Regions from separate parts of the Anas platyrhynchos genome. Here region 2 is linked to region 1. Evidence: chromatin contacts called from public Hi-C data. All regions are on one chromosome and are shown on one strand. Each heading gives the region's core, a stretch centred on a gene start, on an enhancer-like site or on the middle of the called end of the contact. The rest is flanking DNA. Distances are from core to core; before and after follow the strand shown.

Region 1 (5,022 bases), core at 1,050-3,549:
TCCCTTACCACCAGCTGAAGTAACAATCACGTACAGGGTGTTACTGCAATAAAACAAGTGCTTGGCTAATATGATGGGAACAAGAGAGAAAACTAAGCCAGAATCATTTTCTATTCATATCAGCTTTCGACGTGGCATGTACAAGAGAGTTACAAACACTGTGTGCAGTAACCACGACTATCTGGACCTTCACAGAGCAACCAGCTTCCAAAAAGTCATCTCCTCCCCGTCCCCTGTCCCAACTCGCATCTCTGCAGGCTGCTGTGAAGGACACGTTACCACGCCAGGGCCATCACAGCACCTCACACTGCTCTAAGTCAGCGCCATGCATCACCCGAGATGACTTCATAGCAAGCCCAGCTTCCAAACGCCTCGCCACAGGTGAAATTTCCTGACGTAGAGCAGAGCATCAGCTTCCAAACCAGCTCACAAACCAGCTCACAAACCAGCCTCGCTGCCCGCGTCAGTGCCAGCTCCCAGGACCGCAGCTCCACGCAGGAGGAGCAGTGCTCTCAGCCCACCTCCACAAGCCACACGATAAGAGCCGCCAGGCAGTCTTGCAGTGCCAGTGCTCAGTGCCAACACTCAAACAACCCGACTGCCTTTAAACAGCTTTCGTAACTTGTTTTTTTAAGCCTCCTCTGGTATGCAATACCTACTTAAAGGCAGGAAAATAAGATGTCTTTTCTACTGGGCACACAGAGGTTTTTCTCCTTGTTTGCACTCCAGAACTGGGAACGCATCCATCTTCAAGTAAAAAGGACTGTTTGTTTTGCCAGCTCACCTTGCAAATGCTTTTTTCTGTGTGTGCTACCACCTAAAAGATTTTTCACTTCGGAAATTTGACAGCGTCGAAGAGAATAGAGCTTCTGTTCCTTCTCCCTCCCAAAACACGCAGCCGTGCCAAAGCCCCTTTGTAAGGTGGAGGAAACCTGTATTTTGCCTCAAGGAACAACAAGTGTTGTTTTTTTTATCCTGGCTGCCCTATTGCCCAAACCTCTCAGCCTGCAGATAATCAGGCAGAGAAAGAAAGGACTGGGCTAACAGGCAACTCCGCTGGTTACCAGAAAATTTCCATGTTTCCAGGCTGCCAGAACTGCCCCAAACCACCAGATAACAGGAGCAGCAGCTTCTGACCAAGCGGTTGCATTCAAACCACAAAACCCATGAGCACAGACAGAAAGAAAAAGTCACGTAAAAGAAAACAAACAGAAGCGAAAACAAGAGAACTTGTCCGGTCTGGAGTCTCAAAAAAAACGTGACTTTGATCAAGGGACAAAATGCTTTTAAGTGCCAGGAACAGGATAATGCAGCAAAAGGAAAAATGTATTTGTGTGTAAGTGCCCGAGTTCAATCTGCTTCTTTCAATCTGGCTGATGGATCTTTCTCTGCTTATTGCTCTTGGTCATTTAATATATATAAGCACTTTATTGGCAAGCAACTTGAACGTATAAATAATAGCTAATGATGACTGCCTACGGTTTAATTAACTTCTGGTTGAACTTTTCAAGGTATTGCTATGAACACTAGATTACCGTCCTGTCACCTAGAGAATTATTGTTTTTAGCATTAACTCTGGCATCTCCATTTTGAACTGCTGTGACATAACGTGTACGTACGTTTGTTGCAGTTGTTTGCAAACTTGGAATCGGAAAATAAAGCAACTTCTGCATCGCTGGGCCGGATTTCAGATTAAAGAAAAATTCTCAATATGCACGTATCCAAAAAGCTCATTTATATTACAACAGTCATTAAACAACTCTAGATCACAGGAAAGCCTTATTAGCATAAAGTCTGCACATTACCACAAGGTTTCAAGTTTCCACCACAGCTTCTCAGCCGAGCTGCCATTTTCTGTCTGCGTGATGTTGCAAATAAATTCTCCTTTTGGCATGGCTCAGCTGTCAGGCACCTCTGCTCAGTAATGAACCCATGAATTACATCTTGCAGCTCTGACATCCCTGGTCTCGCTCATCAAAATATTGTTCTTCAACTGTAATTTATAACTTAATTTAAATGTCCCTTTTACTGTGACCTTTTTCGATCAGAACGGCATTGCATCTGGCAGCTTCTCCTTCGGCGAGGTATCCTTTCGCAATTACAGTCATTACGATCCCCGCTGAAAAGCCCGGCCGAGTGAGGCTGCATTCATGCTACAATATTAAATAATTGCAGTTCATTAAGAACGCTGCTAGATTCCAGAGCCCTTTTCTCCAAGGAAAAATTGCAACCGCACTGTAATAGAGCATTGCTCAACTGCTTTGAAACCTACCCAGAAAAGCCAATAAAAGCAGAAGGGATTTTCAGCCAGGCTGTGCTGTCGTGGGGACGTGGACGTGTCCGGCGTCCGTAGGACAGTGCTGGGAGCCCTCCAGGTCAAGTGCTGGCTCTTCCCCTGAACCATCGCCAGTCACAAACACATCGTGTCACTTGTCAGGGTGCAGAGATACGGAGCCTGCCCTGCCCAACACGAGGTAAATACCACCAGTACCGTGAGAGCATTTTAAGCCTCGAGTAATACAGTGGAGTCAGAAGACATTTTTCACTGCTGTCAAGCGGGATGCTGCAGTGAATTGGAAAAGAGGCTGGAATTTGCCTGGTACCACACAGAAAAGGTTTACATAACGCCCCCATTTAAGCTCTATTTATTGTAATCTACGCAGGCCTCAGAACAGTGATTATTAGCAAGGGATTTGCTCCTCTCACTGAAGCCGGCAACGGTGGAGATAGACAGCGGCTCTGTAAAACTGCAGCCTGCTTAACAAGGTAGAAAATAGAGAGGAGAGAGAAGAAGACAAGGAAAATGAAAAGAGAAGAGAGAATTACTGCCACGTGGCTCGAGTAGCTAGTTCTTGTGGCGTAATTACGCTAATCCAGATAGCTAATTTAATATGAAATGTAATTCAGCCGGCCGCTTTCGGGAGCGCAGCCGAGCGGCTTCAGTTTGAAGCAAGCACTCCTGGCAGCCCTGGCCGGTCGCTAGCAGGGGGATTTGTCTCTGCTGCTGTGCAAGTGCCCAGCAAACACTGCACTGGGTGAAAGAGCAAAGCCTATTTCCAAACATGTAGCCTTCTTTAAAGTGCTCATTCCCCGAAATGGCAACGTCTGATTTTTATCAGCCATGCCCAGTGCCCAACAAGAGGCTGGCCCCAAATGCTCCTTAATGCCATCGATCCACCCCCCTGTTTTGTTTTTTTTTTTTAATTGTAACTCCTCCCCACCTGCTGCACACACACTGAATGATCTGGATCAGAGAAAAAAAAAAAAAACACTGCCCTTTTGGACAAGGAAACTATTTTGCTGGGCTCCCTCTGGTGCCCAAGGACAACAAAACCTTGAAGCAATCAAGAACCCAAGCTATCCAACAAAAAGCCTCTGCCTGACAGCCTTGTTTTGCCAACGAGCTGGCTGGTGAGCTGTGATTTATAACTAGTTGTCTAACAGCTTGGCCTGCAACAAAATTTGAAACTAACAGAAAAAGTTCAGGAGGTGACAGAAATCAATACAGCTGCTTCAGAAGAAAATTATTGCTAGCTCTGGTTTTTAAATATCTGATTTGTGGCATCTGTCAGCTTGGAAAATACAGAAATCAGCCCTCGCTACTTTGGAAAAAAGTAAAAAAAATTAAAATGCAGCAACTTCCATCTTTTACCCCTAGTTCTCATCTATTTTAAGCTTCTATATAGCTCTAATTGCTACAGAGTGATCTAGATGCTAATGATGCAGATTAAAGAGCCAGATGCTTGTGTTGCATCCCCTTGTCACACAGGGTGCTGCCGGGCCACCACGAACAGCTCAAGGCACGGATGCAAAACGCAGAACAGCAGAGGGAGCTCCCTGGGGCAGCTCCTTCGTGGGTCAGCACAACTGCATTGCTAGCACTGAACAAGGGCAAGACCCTGCAAGTTACCTGCAGAAGTAGCACCATTAAATGCGAGAGCATTTTAAAGAAATACTTTCAAGAATTTGACCATTTGATATATCCCAGAATGATTTCTGGAAGTACCCACGACAGTCATTTTTACAGCCCTTTCAGTAGTTTCTTTTGAACGATCTCCTGACTCATCTTACAAATAAAGCACAGAAGTAGTGTGTTTTTTTTTTCTTCCCCCAAGAGCAAGGATAAGGATGAGTGAAAATTCAAAGTGGCAAAACTGTCTCATGGACTCGAAGTGGCTTCATTCTCCGACACGCCCAGGCAGACAGCGATGGCCCCTGAAGTGCTGCGCTACCTCATTTGAACCATGAGAGTAGCTGTTAATGAAGACTCATCCAAAAGGAAAACTAGTAATAATAAGAAATGCTAACATATATTTAAATAATTTTTAATGCTTTCAACCCTGTCTGTAGTTAATGAACAAGAAAATCTTGTCCAAGGGCAAGTTAAAACAGGGAGTAATTTGTCTGGGTGACATGTTACTTAGAGCTGAATTTCCTTAAACTGATATTACGCTGTCACATTTGTCACTCATAATGACGTGCTCCCGTGTAACAGTGTTACGAGAAGTCAGAACAACGCTATTAGTAAGGAGAGATTTGTACAGTATTAGCATATGACTTTTTCCTCTTCCTTCCGTGCAGCAGTACGCTAGCTTAAGCGGTATTATCTTCTGTTGTAGCATCAAACGCTTCCTTTGATGGTTCAGATCTGCAGGATCTTCCAATTCCTGTAACACCTCATCGCATTAAGACATTTAAAAGTCATTCCTTCCAGCCTCTGGATACCCAGATCCTAGGTATGACGTCCCAATAGCCTCAGAAGTTTTTGCCTACTTGTCTAGGGAAAATGAAGCCATGATTTAGGGAAGATGAAGTCATGGTTTCAGTGCAGTTCTGGCATTACCCTTGTGGTGAGATGAGGACAGGGGAAGAAATCCCTAGCGACTCCTTCCTACTCACAGCTCTGCCTCAGGGAGCTTCTGCAAAACTTCCCATCGAGCTCCCTGGGACACCAGCCACTCTCACACATTCTTCTAATGATGTTCTTTAACCTGTTCTTTAATGCCTCACATGATGTGAGAG
Region 2 (5,053 bases), core at 2,508-5,007, 49 kb before region 1:
AACAATGCCCAGTGCAGTTCCGAGGAACAGGGTGGAACTGTTTTCACCAAGGTGGGAGAAGTTCCTATTTTCTTGTGCAAACAATTTTCTTACCACCTTCCAACCCACAAAGCCCGGAGCTCAGGGCTGTCCCAAGGGGCACCTTGTCCTGCCAGCCCCTTCTTAGCCAGAAGCCTTCAGTATCAGTGCTCGCACCATCAGGAGAGTGGGAGAAATGCCCAGATAGGTTAAACTCAGGGTATTCAGACAAGCTTCTGGAGCAGAGCTTAGCACAGGTCCTGTATTTCCCCCTTGATGCACTTTTCCAGCCCTACTGACCTGGAAAAGCTGACAGCACAATGCAAGGAACGGGTTTTTCCTCGGTGAAGGTGCCAGGCACCGCTCCATCAGCCCTTTACCTGGCCTTTCTTTTCCCACCAGCTCAATAATTACGTTGTGTGCTGCTAGGCTCCAGGTGTTGGATGAAAACCACCTCTCCTCGGTGCCTGAAACCCTTCACATTTCCACCATTTCAAGCAGTGGGACCGGTGGTGCTTCACGTGGCTGCGCACAGGGGGGGGAGAACAAGCGTGCATAAGCAAGCCATAAAGCTGTTAAAACGGCCACACTCCATCCCGTAAACATTTTTCTATTTATCTGCCCTTCATTACATGCACAATCTTATTATCTCTGCACATCCTCAAAGCGACAGCCGTCAGGGTCACCCTATAAAATATACATCGGCGATGTTACATTTAATGACTGGAGCGAGGAGAGAAATGAAGGATGGGAGGGGAGGAATACTGCAGGATGCTTTAAAGGGATCATCAGTTCTATCTATGCATTTCCTGAGGTGATAATTGAATGACAGTGGCTGGAGGGAAATCCATTTTTGAGCTTAGGAAAAAGACTGTTAAGAAAAAAATGTTTTTGTACTGGCAGCACGTAATGGCTGCCGGAGAATGAAAAAGGCTCCTCCGACCACAGCCGTGCTGCTGCTTTATGGCTTCTGTGCGGGCTGAGAATTGCCAGGCACAAGGAGGGATTCAAAGCAACCCCAAAATAGGGACAGACACGGGTAATTTTATCTCCAACCAGCCTGCTTTCTGTTGTGGCTCGCGTGTCAACTCCCATTAATTCAAACCAAAGATCAATTTGCAAATGGGCAGTGCGTGCGTGCAAAGCGACAGCCAAAATGAAGGGACAGCAGCAGTCTGAAATCCCTGAATTTTCTTTTAGCAAGGTATTAAAAAAATAATTCTAATACTCAGCCAAGAACTCAATCCTCCTGCATCTCAGTGAGATATTCACGTGCTATTTTTGTGTCTTTTTTATTATTATTATTACTGCCCGATGATGATTGTACCCACAGAACCAAGCCATGCCATGATTTTTAGGTGTACTCATGGTGGTGGGCTACTTCACAGCAACCACCACCAATGTGTGTCTAAAAGGAAACCATTCCCAGCTCATTGTGCCCTCCGATCAATACCCTGCCCTACTGCAACACCCCACTGGATGCCTCAGGCTTACCTGAGTGCCCCTGCCACAGCCCAAGGGCCCCCAGAAAATATTGGGTTTGTGTCGGTTGGAATGAGAAAGGTTTTCTCTCCCCAGAATACAGGGAAATACCTTCACTCCCCAAGGGTTCCCTGCAGCTTCTCCCTACAGGTCAGACGGGTGAGCCCGATGACTTCTTTATGGTCCCCCAGGACCAGCCCCTTGGTCCCAGCTGGTACCTCCAGGCCTCCTGCACCTTACCTGGGTGAATTCACAACCACCAGGCTTAGAAACCAGCCTGCCCCTATTCCACGCTCCGTGACCAGACTCCGACATCACTCAGGTACAGTGCTTCCCCATGATGCAGACAGTTTTTCCCCTTATTTCTCCAGAGAACGTGTTTTTTGCCCCTAGATACAGAACACAGGTCGCTTGCACTGCCAGCCCCACTGCTCCCCTGGGCAGGCAGTGGTCACTGACAAGACACGAACCAGAAAAGCAAGGAAGCAAAACCAACCAAGGCAAAAAAAAAAAAAAAAAAATGGAATTCTGAACATTTGGTAAGATTTTCCTGTTTTAATAGTGCAAGAAGAGCTAAAGGTAAATAAAGCCTGAGCCGCTTGTGTTTCGGATGTCCCACTCTGTAATTCTGCTTTCATTTAAATACAGCAATGAGGATCCCCAGCAAGGCAACCCTGCCGCAGCAGCACGGTCTCGGAGGCTGCTGTCTGCACGCTGACCTGCATTCCACATCTCCGTGTAACAGATGTTTTAGGTTTCCCAAACACATCTGGGATGAATCACACAAGGCTGGGCTTGTCAAACGTGAGCGTTATCTCCTCTGACATACAGCTTCCTCCCTTTGCAGCTCGTGACCCATAGGGGAGCTGCTGAGTTTGGACGCTTTGCTGAAGTCATATTTAAACCGACGGCGTTCAGAAAATAACCAAAAAATGACACAGGAGGCAACAAATTACACAAAATAATCCTGCCTGCTAATGAGGGAAGTTGATATGCAATCACCTGGGAACAGAGGAATGTGCCTGCCCTTTTTTCCTGCAGCTATCCTCACGACGGGCTAGCCCACGGTGAGAACTGCCAGAGCCCCGATCCCAGGCTGCAGACAGCCCAAATCTGACCTCTTCATAAAAACCTCTGTTGCAGGATGCCTGACACCTGACCAAGCCAGGCACAGGAACACAGCCGCCCCTTTTACACCTGGAAAGCATCAAATCAACTGGCCTGGACCACCAAGCCTATCACCAAAAAACTTGATCCCGGCGCAGCGGTGCGAGGCGGGCAGGGTCCCGCTGTCTTCTTCGGGCTGAGCCAGGACAAAAGCACCAAACTTCTTGCAAACAAAAGCTCTCTCAGACAGACATCCCCGTCGTTAAGCTGTGATTTTAAGCAGGCTTGGTTTCTCTTGGATCTCATCCCTCAACAGCTGTTTTCCTTTTACTGCTCTCAAAGAACATTTCTCTGAATCAGTAGATTTTCTAGATTAAGTGCGGAGGGCTGGGGGGTACTCCAAGCGTTTTCCTGTTTATCAGAGCGATATGTGAGGAGATGAATCTTGAGGCAGGACATCAAACACGCACACAAAAAGGGCTGCCACATAAGCAGCTTATCTCTCGGTTATTGTTGCTCCTTCCAGTCTCAAATTCTTTCTTTCAAGAAAAAAAAAATCCTTAGCAAGTAAAACTTAACTAAAAGACAATGGTAAGAGCTGGAAAGCAATATTAAAAAGACCGATTCACTGCAGCTTACTGTAATTCCTATGCAGTGAGCTCAAAATTGAAAGAAATTGCTAATTCCTAACAGTTCTGCTCTGCCCCGCTGTCTCCAGTGAGCATTAAGCCTTGCTGCTCCCTTGGAAGGTGAATTGGATCCCGCCTTCACAACTAGGGATAACAAAAAAAGACCAAAACCCCAAAGCCATTAATTTGTGGTCTGACTTCGGGCTCTGACTCATGCGGCCTTGCAAATCACGCTAGGGTGAGTCCAGAGCTGAGATGTGGCTGCTGCCAGCCCCGTCCTCCCTGCACAGGGCCAGAGCTCCTCGCCCTCCTCCCCAGCACACCCCAACTGCAGGAAAACCCCCAAAAATCCTCCACTGCAGCACTGGGGCTGTGCCAACACGCCTCGGGAACCCCACGAGGCCCAGATCAGGCATCCCATTTCGCCATTTGTTCCCTGCTAACGTGTCTAACAGGCACAGCGTGGCGATGCTCGCCACTAGGCAGCGTGAGTGATCAGTTTAATTAGCGGCTTGTGTTCACACAGCAACCGAGGTGTCAGGAACCAGAGGAGAGGCACTTATAATTGAGAACTTCAAAAGAACAACAGCAACAAGGAGGTTATAACAATACTTGCTGGCCGCCTTCGAGAAAATGAAGCCTACTGGAATATATTGATTCCGACGCACGCTTTAGAAGGATGCTCGACTGGTAACTGGTAAGCTCTAGCCATGAAGTTTCCAAAATTGCTGGAGTATGAATCGGTGTAAGTTTACCAGAAGACAAACTATATGCTATAGCATTTAAAAAATGCCACCACCAACAAACAATACCCCCAACACACTACAGAAGCATCCTACATTTCTAACAAGTGCTGCCACTCAGTACACGTACCCTTAATTACAGGGTGCCACGCAAGAGGCTCCACTTAAAGACATGCTAGCGTTTCCAGCAGGAATCTGAAAAGGCATCACAGACAGAATTTAGGAACACCAGAAGAGAAGTACCAAGGTGGCAGCAGAACAAACTGCTGCTGCACTGAACCTGGTGGTAGCTGGGTTAGCTTAACAAGTTTCCCCCAAAAGAGTGCAAGAACAGACTTTTCTCCCCAAAACCAAACCCATGGCTCTGGACACAGCATTCAAAACAACGTCACCTCCTATGTGACTGAGCTGCATTTGCTTTATGTGCGTTGAGCACTGGGTTTATGACAGCCGAATATTCCACTATTAAAAAATCCTTCAGGAAGAGACCCAGCGACACAGCTCAGGGCCACGAAAGCTGCTGGTGGATGCTGAGCGTGCTGCCTCCACCGCACGTGCGAGCCGGACGAGGGGAAAGCCGCGCGGCTCCATGCTGGGGACACGTTCCCTTCTCTCCTTCCAGCTGGGGAAGATTTCCCTTTGTGAAGCAAGGCTGGGTTTTAGCAGCGCTTGGGCTCGGGGCCAAGCTCAGCGAACGACCACATGTATCGCCCAGGCTAATGCTTCCTGCAGACACCCAACACTTGCAGCTTCTGCGCAGGGTTTCCCCGCACGCTGCCCCTTCCCACGCAGCCCACGCTGCCACCACATGGCAAAGTGGTCTGGGAGCCCTCTGGCTCTTCGCTTTTGCTTTTTTTCTTTCCCTGGCCTCTCCAGTGCTTACAAAGCCTCTCCTGCTGCCAAGCGTTGGAACGATCTCTCAAAATCTTGAGTGCTTGATCTTCAACAGCACGGCCAGGGGACAGGCTGAGATCTCCCGTTTTACACGACCCGGGGAGAACTTGGTCACCCCAGAAGAGAAAGTGCACGGAAGGACGAGATGAAGTCAGTTCTCCCTTCGCAAGGCTTGTTAAA

What was found. A called contact is a pair of places that touch in the nucleus more often than the background predicts.
Region 2: a Hi-C map of liver shows a contact between it and region 1, with 1.5 times the contacts expected there. The contact joins two enhancer-like sites. A contact is called at or near these places in 2 of 8 Hi-C or Micro-C datasets (liver and skeletal muscle).

What each region holds. Positions count from the first base shown.
Region 1 is chr22:2,570,343-2,575,364 of IASCAAS_PekinDuck_T2T, reverse strand. The region is part of intron 9 of RERE (arginine-glutamic acid dipeptide repeats); the gene reads right to left. Among named protein-coding and RNA genes, the nearest start is that of SAMD11, 80 kb to the left of the region's middle. Within about 2 kb of position 2,299, at least 1 of the 8 cell types and tissues checked has an H3K27ac peak or open chromatin away from gene starts, as enhancers often do.
Region 2 is chr22:2,621,030-2,626,082 of IASCAAS_PekinDuck_T2T, reverse strand. All of the region lies in intron 11 of RERE (arginine-glutamic acid dipeptide repeats), which reads right to left. Among named protein-coding and RNA genes, the nearest start is that of SAMD11, 29 kb to the left of the region's middle. Within about 2 kb of position 3,757, at least 6 of the 8 cell types and tissues checked have an H3K27ac peak or open chromatin away from gene starts, as enhancers often do.